Regions from separate parts of the Mus musculus genome. Here region 2 is linked to region 1. A link is a contact called in public promoter capture Hi-C data. All regions are on one chromosome and are shown on one strand. Each heading gives the region's core, a stretch centred on a gene start, on an enhancer-like site or on the middle of the called end of the contact. The rest is flanking DNA. Distances are from core to core; before and after follow the strand shown. Region 1 overlaps Kcnb1 (potassium voltage gated channel, Shab-related subfamily, member 1). Region 2 overlaps Kcnb1 (potassium voltage gated channel, Shab-related subfamily, member 1).

What was found. Capture Hi-C pulls out chosen DNA fragments and counts their contacts.
Region 2: a contact with region 1 is called in a promoter capture Hi-C map of adipose tissue. The contact joins two enhancer-like sites. A contact is called at or near these places in 4 of 15 datasets of contacts at CTCF or cohesin (CD8 T cells, the NIH/3T3 cell line and large pre-B cells), 6 of 484 Hi-C or Micro-C datasets (the G1E-ER4 cell line, the HL-1 cell line, bone marrow-derived macrophages and 3 more), 4 of 115 datasets of contacts at active chromatin or transcription factors (embryonic stem cells and large pre-B cells) and 2 of 9 other capture datasets (adipose tissue and embryonic stem cells).

What each region holds. Positions count from the first base shown.
Region 1 is chr2:167,098,391-167,104,259 of GRCm38.p6, reverse strand. Kcnb1 (potassium voltage gated channel, Shab-related subfamily, member 1) reads left to right here. Exons shown (of 2, transcript NM_008420.4): 2 at 1-5,869. Among named protein-coding and RNA genes, the nearest start is that of Gm39984, 22 kb to the right of the region's middle. Within about 2 kb of position 2,554, at least 115 of the 459 cell types and tissues checked have an H3K27ac peak or open chromatin away from gene starts, as enhancers often do. A contact at or near this core is called in adipose tissue, where this site is marked.
Region 2 is chr2:167,165,219-167,171,087 of GRCm38.p6, reverse strand. All of the region lies in intron 1 of Kcnb1 (potassium voltage gated channel, Shab-related subfamily, member 1), which reads left to right. Among named protein-coding and RNA genes, the nearest start is that of Kcnb1, 21 kb to the left of the region's middle. Within about 2 kb of position 3,092, at least 23 of the 459 cell types and tissues checked have an H3K27ac peak or open chromatin away from gene starts, as enhancers often do. A contact at or near this core is called in adipose tissue, where this site is marked.

The DNA of each region.
Region 1 (5,869 bases), core at 1,305-3,804:
AGGACCCCACACACACACAATTTTCCCCACCCCCGCAGAGCCCCAGCGACAGGAGAGACCCTGAGAGCCACGACAAGTCTGTGGACACCAACTAGGATGGGGACCACACCTAACAGCTTCTTCCTTAGATGGCAGGAGCAGAGCTGACAGCCACATACTCCTAGTCTCCTTTAGAGGCTCTGTCTGCCTCTGAGTGCGTCATCGCCATCTCTCATGGCGTCAGCTGAGGCAGGTGTTGGAGCAAGGGGTTGCTAGTGAGAGAGTGGGCTGGCCAAGCAGTAGTGGGTGTCCCCCCTCTTGTTAGAGGGGTACAGAGGACACTTGATCCTGAGGGAGTCTCCACTTCATCAGCCACACTCCTAGGGCATAACGCTTAAACAAGCAGCGGCTCAAATGATTCAGTATTCTGTGGTATCTGGGGCTTTAGTCTGAGAAGCTGTCAGGAGGAGCTGACAATTTAAACTCAATCCTTTCTGCTCACCTGGCAATCCAGAAAGGGTTCCAACAGTTGGCACGCAGCCAAGGGGATATAAGCCAGGGCTGTCACAGGAATGCGGGTCCCAAACAGGGCTAGCCCGGACTGAAAAGATAAGCGTCAAATATGCAAACGAGATAGATTATTCAAAAAGACTGTGTGTGACTGAAAAACAACATTAAAAAAATAATAAATTTCATTTTCTACATGAAAAAAAAAAGAAAAAAGAAAAGAAAAATCCTTCACTGAACTGCCCTGTGAAGAATTGTGACTACTTTCTGCTGTGGTGTGGTAGGGAACACACCTACTATGAGAGGAAGTTCTCTCTCTCTTTTTTTTTCTTTCTTTTTTTGTTTCCTGTAGTATTCAAGCTAAAAAATAATAATAATAATAAGTTAATAAAAAAAGCACTTTATGTTTTTCTAATCTAGGTTCTACCAGGGACAGTGTCAAGATCTCGCACTTTAAAACAAGCACTATTTCCCCTGGGCCGTAAGCTGGCCCTGCACTTGGGGTATTACTTGTGCCCATTTCTGGCCACAGTGGGTCTACCGTTACCACATCAGAGTCCGGGGCTTTTCCGTGACCCCTCAGGATCACCCCTCATCCCTCATGGGACAGGAGAGGTCCTCAGGTTTCGGAGGCAGGGATCTCTTAAAGCCTGCGTACAAGAGACACACAACGTCTCAGAAGGGCGCAGCAAGAGTTGGGTGTCGGGTGTTGTACCGCTCTTTCTTGTCAACCGGCCATTGTGTGTTCTATGTTACTGTCTGTCCCAAAAGCCCGACGCTCCTCCCTGAGGCCATCTAGGCAGACGGCACAGCCAAAAGCAATAAGTACCCATGTGTATCCCTCGAGGTTCCCGTGCACTTCCTGGTGTCAGTCTTCCTGTCCAAGCGTTGACCTGGCGTCGTCCCGCCTGCTTGTGACCCAGTGGCACAGTATTGTTGGCCCTTCCTCAGTGACACCAGTCTGCGCAAATGCTCTAGTTACGGCGATGTTGTTGGTCAGCCTGTCTCTGGTACAATAGGGCAATGTGGTTTTCTTACTATAGTGTGAGTGGGTAATGTCCCAAATGCTGTAGTGTCCTCCTCCCTGTCCTCAGAACAGTGACGGGCATGTCTTCCTGATGAAGCAAAGACAATAATGGTCACCTGTCCTCAGTATCGTGTGTGGCTGGTCGGCCCAGCAGTCCGATGGCATGATCCACCCGTCAGCACACGTAGCACATCACGATCTTCTGCCTTCTCTTGTTTCCATAGCTGCGGTCAGGCCACCTGTCCCAGGTAGGATGCTAAAGGCTCATCCCACCACCCTTAAACAAAGTGTTCATGACGCTTCTCAGCATCTCCAAAGACCTGGGTCCCCCCTCCCTCCAGAGGGCACAGCTTGGTATTTTGCTGTTTTCATGAAGAAAATAAGAAGTTGACTCTGCCTCACCATCCGTCCTCAGAGCTTTCTCAAAACAGGAGCAAAGGGGCTGAGACAGTGCCGGGTCACGTGCACCAGCGGCATCCTGGAGACAGGAAGCAGGGGGGCGGGGCTCCACGGCCCCCTGCTGAGCTCTGCCTGGCGCTGGGGCCTGTGTGTGACCGGTGATCGATGATCGTGGGACCTTTCTGCTGACCATCTTCCATGTCTGTCTTTTGTGTTGCTCATAAGTCACCCATCAGCACAAATGTGAAAATTCAGGGAAACAAACAAATGCTTTTTGATAAAAAGTAAATAGTTGTGATTTCCGATTCAGATATTTTTAGAGCTATCTGTAAAAAAAAAAAAACCTCCTACTGATGATATAGTCTATTTTACATATCAGGAAGTAAACACGTCTTAACATAGCCATAAATAGCCAGAAGGAAGTTACCGCCCCCCTTCTTTAAACCAAGGCATTTCATTGGTTGGTTAAGCCGACGGCGGGTGTACAGTGTAGAAATGATTGCTTTCTTTTTTAAGAACCACTTGGTGCGACTTTTCTTGTAACCAAAGGCCCTTTCTGCCTTGTGTAGGACCTGGCTGTCCCTCCCTCTTGTGTTTTGTCTGACTTTAAAGTAGCATTATACCGAGAAAATGATGAATCCAGAATACCTTTCCTAGCTGCATAGGCAGAGTCTGACAGAACTCCTATAGAGACAACCATCAAAACAGTATAGACGAAGCAAAAGAAGAGTTTTCCATTTTGGTTTTTGTTGGCGTTTTTTTTTTTTTTCCTTTCACTTATATTTGTGTGAACTGTGGGAATATAGCTTCCCCCACACAAGTGTAACTCAAGTTAGAATATTATAAATTTTTCTACCAACCCTCCATGGGCTAAAAAGGAACACAGAGTCTCAGGCCGCATGTACCTGACCCGGGTACATGTGTTTACACGCACTGGGAAATCTTGGGTTGCCAAGATGAAGATGAATCTGACAGATGGGTCTCAGCAGTGAAGACAAGAGCCAGGGGATGGGGACAGAGGCCACTTGAACATGGTGGTCCACCTGGCCTGACCCAACCAGAGCAAAAGGAAGTGAGATACCCAAATAACTCCAGGGGCTGGAGGCGGAGATCTCCCGGTCCGGTTATGAAATCAACAGGACTATCAAAAAGCCAGCTGAATCGGAGTCCCAGCATCCACCACGTCATCAGAAAAGGCCAGGCGTCGGACTGCTGTGCGCACCTGTCGCACCGGGAAAGCCTTACTGTGGACAAGGTGAGGACAAGCCAGTTCTTTTGCCTTTTCATTTTTGGATGTTTCCAAAGCAGCAGATCTGGGGCAACAGATCTCTCTCTGGTATTCTACCTTAAGCACATTTAGATGAGAGAGAGAGTAAAGGAGGAGAGAATATTTGTCATCGAGGAGAGAGGAAACGCCAAAGTAATGAGGAAGCCACCCTTAACCTGCTCCACTCACCCTGACAGTTGCTGGGAATAGGAGCTCTTTTTCCTCCCAAGTCTCACCTTCTCTTCATCTCCTCTGTGTTCTGTAGCTGCAGCCTTGTCTCTGTCCCTTCTCCCGAGAAGATCCACATCTCTAAGGAGGAAACAAGACGCAACAGCATCCTCTTCTATACAACTGTAATGTATTGTCAATATTTATAATTATGTATTTGTCTGACTCTGGTCATGGCTGGAATGTCTAGTCCTTGAACAAGGACATATTTAAAGTTCATCACAGAAAAGGGTCCCTAAAGCCAGGTATCTCTATATAGATAGGTAGGTATAGATATATAAATAGATCTCTTTTCCTTGTTTCTCTGCCAACTTTGTCTCGAGTAAAATAACCACAGCCTGCACTGAATCAAAGGGGGATGGGTACACAGAAAAGCTTCTAGAACATCCTCGTTTGGAGACAGACTTTGTGTATGTGTATCTGACAGGTTGGCAGGAGGAAGATGGGGGCTCCGAGGCCCCCAGCAGGACAACAGAACACTCTAGCCTTGGGCGTTTCCTAACCTATTATTGTTTATATGACAACCCCCAAATACTTTCATGTCTCTAGGCCAGGGCCGCCCAAAGCAGCCCAGGCCACACCTGGAAAGAAGACTTACCTCTGCATTTCCTGTTGCCATTTTTCTGGCCCTAGAAGCATCTATATCCTAGGACGTCCACACATCTCAGAGTAGTCTATTTTTTTGTTCAGATAAAATATATACATATATGTATTTTTAGTATATTTATAATAGGGCAATTGAGTCTAATTTCTTTTGTAACAGAGTGATATCTTGGGGATTTTATTGTTGCTCATTTGCATAGCTGGTCTTTTCTGCTGTCATTCCTTCCCACTGTCCCTTGGGCTGGTTTTTTGGTTTTGTTTTGTTTTGTTGGATTCCAGTTGTCTGGAGATGGGAAAAGACTGGGGTTTAATATCCTGGAAGATGGAGTTCCTAGCAATGGGTGGGTGATGGGGGTCTGGGAGAGCAACTCTGTGTCTTTCCTCATCAGGTCTATGTCCCCTGGCTGTCACTCTTAAGAATCCAGGTATGCAGGAGCAAGCCAGGTGAAGACGGGTGCAATTGGGACCTGGGCTGCCGGGAGCTCAGACAGAGCTCGGACGCTTGCTTCCCTTCCCAAATCTTAAAGGACTGTGCTTTCTGGTTACCAGAAATATTAGAATCAAGACCCTCCTGCAAGCAAACTTGTCTCTGAGCTCAGGAGCATTCCTGAGTCCCTCCTGGCTAGATTGTCCCCAAGTCCAGCTATCCTGCTTCCCAGGGCCACCAACTGGATCCAAGGACCAGGGTGTGTGCAGGCTCCAGCAAATCTCAGAAGAATGTGCTGTGTGTCTCCATTCCATTTCTCACAGTCTTACCAAAAATCAGTGGCCAGACAGCCTTGTAGCCAAACGCTGAGGAGTGACAGACAGCCCAAAGCTGTGATCCACCCAGCCCCTCGAAGCGGCACCAAGGTGAGACTTGAGGCAAGGGTGGCAGTATTTTTTCAGCTTCTGCTTTTCCAAGTCTCCAGTCTTTGGTCAGTTCTGAACATCCAAGTCTCCAGTTCTTGGTCAGTCCTGAACATCCATTGGAAACAATTTTGAGCCTAGGCTCAGGTGGTGGACAGACTCCACATGGAGTGAAGGGGTCTGCCAACCATCACCTTCCATGGGACAAGAAAAGCCAATCAGATCACCTCCCATGCCCAACCAGTCACCTACCTGCCTCAGCTCTGGACTCTGAGCTCTGCCAGCACCAGAAATTTGAGTCAAGCCAGATCAGCCCTATCAGACAGCGATGGTGTTCCCACTGAAAGAACCCCAAGAGGATGCAGCCCAAATGCAAATTTAATATTCTGGTGGTTGGATTGTCTTTCCTCCCCCTTGGGTTTGTTCTGTTGTGTGGTGTTGGGGACCTAACTAGGGCCTTGGCTGTGTCAGACAAGTGCTCCACCCTGCGCTACATCTGCAGCCCCTGAATGTATTAATTTGGAATGTGGTTCTGATCAGTTTCTCCCATCCCTAAAATTCCTGGTAATCTGGTTTGTTCCAGAGCCAAATAAAACAGACAAGATTTTGTGTGCGTGTGTGTGTGTGTGTGTGTGTGTGATTATGTGTGTGTGATTATGTGTGGTATGCATGCACATGCAATATGTGCATATGTGTGCATATGTGTGTGTGCAACTTTTGCATAAGAACAAAATTTAAAATTGCTGTCATGTTGTTTCTGAAGTTTCCTGCCCAGCTAAGTAAACACAGGCTATCTTCCCAAAAAAGAGAGGGTACCTCTGACCTTCTCTCCTTGTCCTAGAATTCCTCTCAAAATTTCCAGATGGTGACTTGAACTGAATTTGGAAGGGGCTGTTAGTCGTTTGGGCCGTCCTCTCCGCGTCTAGCCCTACCTCTGTCCGTCTCAGCCAAGGCCCTGAAGAAACCTAAAAGCCAGCAGAAGAGCATGGGCAGGAAGTTGGCCCAAAGAA
Region 2 (5,869 bases), core at 1,843-4,342, 66 kb before region 1:
GGGAGTCATTGTCACATTCATGGTGCTGCTCTGTGCCCAGCAGGGTGCAGAAGCAGCAAGAAGGGGTTCACCTAGCACCACCGTGACCTCGTGACCTGGTGGTCTGCCTGACTGCCACACAGTGATCATTCAATGATTGGCAGGAGTGGGAAGGGGGAGGGAACCACAGTCGCCCTCATCCTTGATGGGTACAGATGGTGTCTCTGGCTTCAAGATCTCTGAAAGCACATGTCATGGAAGGTTCCCTGTCCCACCTTCAGTAGGCAGGCTGCATTGGTAGCATCCTTAAAGTGTGAGCCTCTGAGCTCCTGTTTGCATCTGAGCCAAGAGCATGCTCATTACCCTCTGGTGTGCCAGAGGAGTGTCTGGGCCTGGGGACAGAGCAGGTGGGGGTTGGGAGCCCCTAATTCCTAGGGTACCCATTGGCAAGGCCAGTTATACATTTATGAGCTACAGTTAAGGTGAAAATGGGGTACCCTTCTTCAAAACACCATCAAGTGGGGACAGAGAACTCTAAACACACCAGATGTGGTAGCTCACACCTTTAACCTCAGCATTACCGAGGCGGAAGCAGGAGAATCTCTGTAAGTTTGAGTCCAGCCTCATCACAGGAGTGAGTTCCAGGATAGCGAAGATTACACAAAGAAACCCTGCTCAAAACCCCAAAAAACAAAAAAGGAAGGAAGGAAGGAAGAAAGGAAGCAAGGAAGGATGGAGGAAGAAAGGAGGGAGTGAGGGAGGAAGGAAGAAGGAAGAAAGAAAGAAAGAAAGAAAGAAAGAAAGAAAGAAAGAAAGAAAGAAAGAAAGAGAAAAGAAAGGGACTCTAAATGCAGAGTAGAGCCTTTGTGGGGTGGGGTTGGTCTTTTGAGGCAGGGTGTCTCTGTCTCTGTGCAGCACTGGCTGTCCTGGAACTCACTCTGTAGACCAGGCTGGCCTTGAACTCAGTGATTCCCTGGCCTCTGACTCCTGAGTGCTGGGATTAAAGGTGTGTGCCACCACGGCACGGCCAACATTTGTTTTAAGACAAGGGGCTTTGTTTGTCTTTATTTTGTATGTGTTGGTGTGATATGGTCACACATGGTGTATGTAGAGGCTCACACCAGCATCCTGGCTTTAGGTGGGCACTAGGGATTGAACTTGGGTCCTCCGGTTTAGCTTTGGAAACACTGGGCCCTGCATGATTGGGCAGTCCCAACGGTGCCTCTAAAGCCGGTGCCACCCACCATGGAGAATGACGTAAGGTTGTCTCAACTGTCCTCTCAAGCTCATTGTCTGGGGATGGGAGGACTACCAGGGAGTGTGGCACCAACAGGAAGCAGCCAGAAGGAAGGGCTGCAAGAGAGGGTCCCAGTGTCAGCACAGCTTCACCAGAGGTGGGTGGCAGGAACAAGTGTGGGCCACAACGGATCCAAGTGCCTGCTATGACTCTTGAGAGACGGGCTAGGCTCTGGCCAGTAGAGAGTGACATGAGCTGTACTAAGTTCAACATGAAAAGGAAACTATAGTAAAGAGACCGTGGGCCTACCGCACCAGCATCTGAGTGCCATGGGCACTTTACAGCTTACAATTTTAGGTGTAGGGTGTTTGGAGACAGGGTCTCATGTAGCCCAGACTAGCCTCTAACTCTCTATGTAGCTGAGGATAACCTTGAACTCCAGATCCTCCCATCTCTCCCCCAGCCCAAGCGCTGGGATGGCAGGCATGTGCCATGGTATACTGGTTTCTGTAGTGCTGGGATGGAACTCATGGCCTTGTACATGCTAAGTCTACCTTTGAGCCACGCCCCAGTCCTTCTCTGGGGAGTTGTTAAGGATAATACTCTATACATTACCCCTGAGCTATGGTGCAGCCTCTCATTGATAGATTCTAGGCCAGTTCTCACTGCTGACCAAACCCCCAATCCTTTCTGGGGTTTAGGCAAGTGCTGTTCTGTACCGGTGAGCCAGGGTCCTAACCCTTCACTGGTGTATTCCAGGCAGGTACTTTTCGGCTCAGCCATAGCCACAGTCCTCTGCTCTAACTATATAGCCTTAGTATCAACACAAGCCAGGATGGTAAGCACTTAGGAAATGAACAACTTCCACCCACATGGGTCTCTCGGCTTCCCAGACCAAGTCAGCTCCCACAGGTAGAAGCAAACACCAGTCGGGGCAATTCATGGGTTGATCTTAAACCCATTAGGTGGTAAATGACTTCTGAGTCCCTCACCCCACCTCTGATCGGATGTGGAAGAGAAGGACGCAGCAGAAGCCAAAGCAGGCTGACCACAGATACTGAGGCTGTCGACTGAACCGGCTCCAAGCTCAGGACCTTCCTCTGTAACGTGGGGGTAATAAAGTCGTAATAAAGTCGTCCTCGGGCTGTCAAGAGGCCAGAAGGAGATGAAGCACAGGGCAGTATGGCACGCAGCAGTGTAAGCCGCTGCTTCCCCCATCGTCTCCAGCCTTCAGTGGATCTCCAGCAGCCAGACTTCAGCTGTAGCAGCGGGTGACCTTGAACTCCTGATCCTCCTGTTTCCATTTCTCAAGTGCTGGGATTACAGGTGTGAGCCACCACACCTGATTTATGAGGTGCTAAAAAATGTGGGTGCAGGGCAAGATTCAACCTATTGAGCCACATCCCAGCCCCTTGAAGGAGTCAGTCAACCATTCAGTGTTCCGTCCTTATGGAAAAACACTAGCTCCTTTTCAGGCAGAGGGGTCTGGGCATCCAGAGAGTCCCCAGGCAGATGAAGGTGCTGCGGTTTGACGTTCAGGGTTGGAATCCTGGCTCTCAGGCTCAAAGCTGTGTGTCCTGTATTGGAATGTGACCATTCAGATTCAAGGTCACCGTCACCCTTGGTCAGAACCGTCAGATCCATAATTGGACTGAAGGAGTATGGCCAGAGCATCGTTCTCTGTGATAGAAGCTAACAGACAAGGTCAGACAGCTGATGTTCCAGGCTGGAACTCATGTCCAGAGTAGGAATTCTAAGGCTCAAGGTCGGAACTCTGCTCTGCAGACACGTGTGGAAAGAGCTACGGCTCTCCACTTACCCCAGTGTGTGCCTGTTCCCCCTCTGCATGCCATTAAGGCTCCATCATCTCCTGGCAGCAGTCCTGAGGAAATGGAAGCCACAGACGACTCCCCAGTCTCCACTTAGCCAGCTGCTTCCTACCAGCCCCACATGGTGGAAGCCTGCTTCTCCTGCCCAACCTTGCACTCGAGTCCCTGAAGTCTGTTGTCTTATCCATGTGCAGTGCTAGGCACAAAGGCTGGGGTCCTCTCAGAGGACCTCACCATGCCATCATCCAGAGAAGGGAAGATGGTGTCAGGCAAGGGTGACAGGCTTGTGGCTGCCCAGTGGGAGGAAGTGTAACTATCAGGGGCAGGTGGGGAAGTGGAGTAGTTTGCTGGTTGCCGCGGTCACTGTGCATGCCCTGTGATGCCAGTTGAGAGAGCTGCCTCGACGTGGAGGGAGGGTCACTGAATGATCGTCTCTAAAGCCTATTGACAGTGTAGAGCTGGCAGGTGCTGTTACTGGAAGGGGCTGGTGGGAACTGCTGGCTGGCATTCTCCAGGCCTGTCCTTTAAGCTCTCCATACCACACCCTCTGTGCAGCATGCCCAGCCCTTCCTCTGGGATCCTCCTGGTTCTTCTCACAAGCTGATCTTTGAGGTTTCTCTGGCTCCAGTCTGGCCCATCCTTCTATAGCAGCATGTCCTCTACAGACAGCCTTGGCAGAGGACTCAGTTTCCCTGAAACTGCCCAAACTTTGTCCCGTATGAAATATGTATTGTCAATGAATGAATGAATGAGTGAATGACTCTTGTTCCTTCAGAGACGGTCTGGGTTTTCAGATCCCCTGGTCATTTCACATAGAGCTTACCTCTGCACCTGTCATTTATACATACAAGCGTTTAAGATAATGGCCGGGCCCTAATTCCAGGGCCACTGCTAGAACCTACAGCCCACAGGCCGGTTCTCCTCTGACACAGTGTCCCAGCATGGAGGCTAGCAGAGAGTTTCGTTTCCTGGCTTTCTCAGCAAAAGCTGAGGACTGGCTCTGGTCGGACACATTGGTGACAGAGCCTGCTGAGGACAAAGGAGGGATGTGGGCCGGAGGATCACCTGGCCAGAGGATCACCTTGGGTCTCAGGCCGTTATAAAATCAGGAGGGGTCCAACATGGGGTTTGCTTCTGTTTTTTTTTTCCTTCTTTCTCATTTATTTTAATGAAATCAAATGGATGAATAAGGAATTTTATTTCATAAGTGACTTGCCAGAGGCCACACAGCAGTCATTGGCTGGAGTGGACAGATGAACAGGTACTGGCCGGTCCAGGTAATTTTGGAATGGGAGTTGGGTCCAGACAGTTGGGGAAGGTAGAGGTGAGAGTTAAATTTCATCCTGTAACTGAACCTTTTTCTGGGATTGGGAGACTGACATGGGTCCTCCCAAGACTCGGGTGCAAAGAACACCCTAGGGATTGAGGGTGCTATCTGTCACAGTACCCAATCAGCCCAGGGAAATACCTTCCTGCAGCCTCAGCGATTTGCCACACCCTGTGTCAGCATGGCAGGCACACACACACACTCACATACACACACACACACACACACATACACACACACACCACACCCGAAGTGGACTCCTCAGTGCTGACCCTCATCACCCTTGCTGTCTGATAAGGTTATCTTAGGACCTGTATAGGAGTGGCTAGGCCCCCTCCCCACCTCTGAGCTTCAGATCAAATGGGTCTGACAAGGATTCTCAGAAGTCTCCCTTGTGGTCCATACCACGTTAGCTGCCCAAAGCAAACACCAGTCAGTTGATCCCCAGGGAAGGGATCACCCTCCTCGTTCTCATCAAACTTTCTGCCTTCCTGCAGGAAATAAGCCCCAGAGGGAGGCAAGCGGGGTTTAGATGCCTCTCCAACACACAGATGGCCTCTTTATCCCAAAGAGAAGAGGCAGCAGGCTCCTGTGCCTGGCAGGAATGCCGAAGTATGGTTGATGGTATATTCATATTCATATTCAGAAAGGTCAAGAATCTAGTAGCTGCTCCATTGTTCAGTCCATGAGATGGGATGTCTCATCTGCCACAATCTGGTGCTGGAGTCCCAGAGGATTCCTAGGAGCACTGGTCTTCTGTTAGAATCCGGAATAGGTAGATTCTAATATCACTGAAGGAGCGGAGCGCCTAAGCAGCAGGATAGATGAACTCGCCAGCAAGAGCAAGGGCAAGCAGGCAAAACGCAGATGCTTCCCTCTTCCACGTCCTTCTAGGTGGCTGCCACCAGAAGGCGTGGCCCAGATTTTTTAGAGTGGGACTTCCCATCTCAAATGGTCCAATCAGGAAAATCCCTCAAGTGTGCAAAGCTGCTGAAGTTCTAGTCAATCCCAGGTAGAGTCAACTTGACAACTAAGATTAACATCACAGTGAGGGACGTATTGCAGACATAAGAGACCTTCAGGTCATCTTTACTCTGGGGACTTTGAAACTCTTTGATCAGGAAAAACCTACAGGCCTCTTAACAGGACTTCTGTCCCTAGGCAAGGGCGGGTCCCAAGCCCCAGACAACTGGAGTCTCTCAAGATCACAGAGTCTCCAGATCTACCTTTCCCGTGTAGTTCTCTGGACACTTAAAGCACACTTCCAATGCCTTCAGCTCCTTATAAAAACCCCTATGCAGAGGTCTGAAGCCTTCCTTGCAAGTCTTTTCTAGGGAACACTGGGGCCCAGAGAACCCTCATGCTTTGCCCAGGATCTGCAAGGAGTCCAAGGCTAAGCTGGGGTCTGATGAACCTTCTACCTCTGAAGTTGGGCCTTTCCCTATCTTTGTACAAGACCGGCCTGGTCTATAACATGCCCTAAGAGACCCTCCCTAC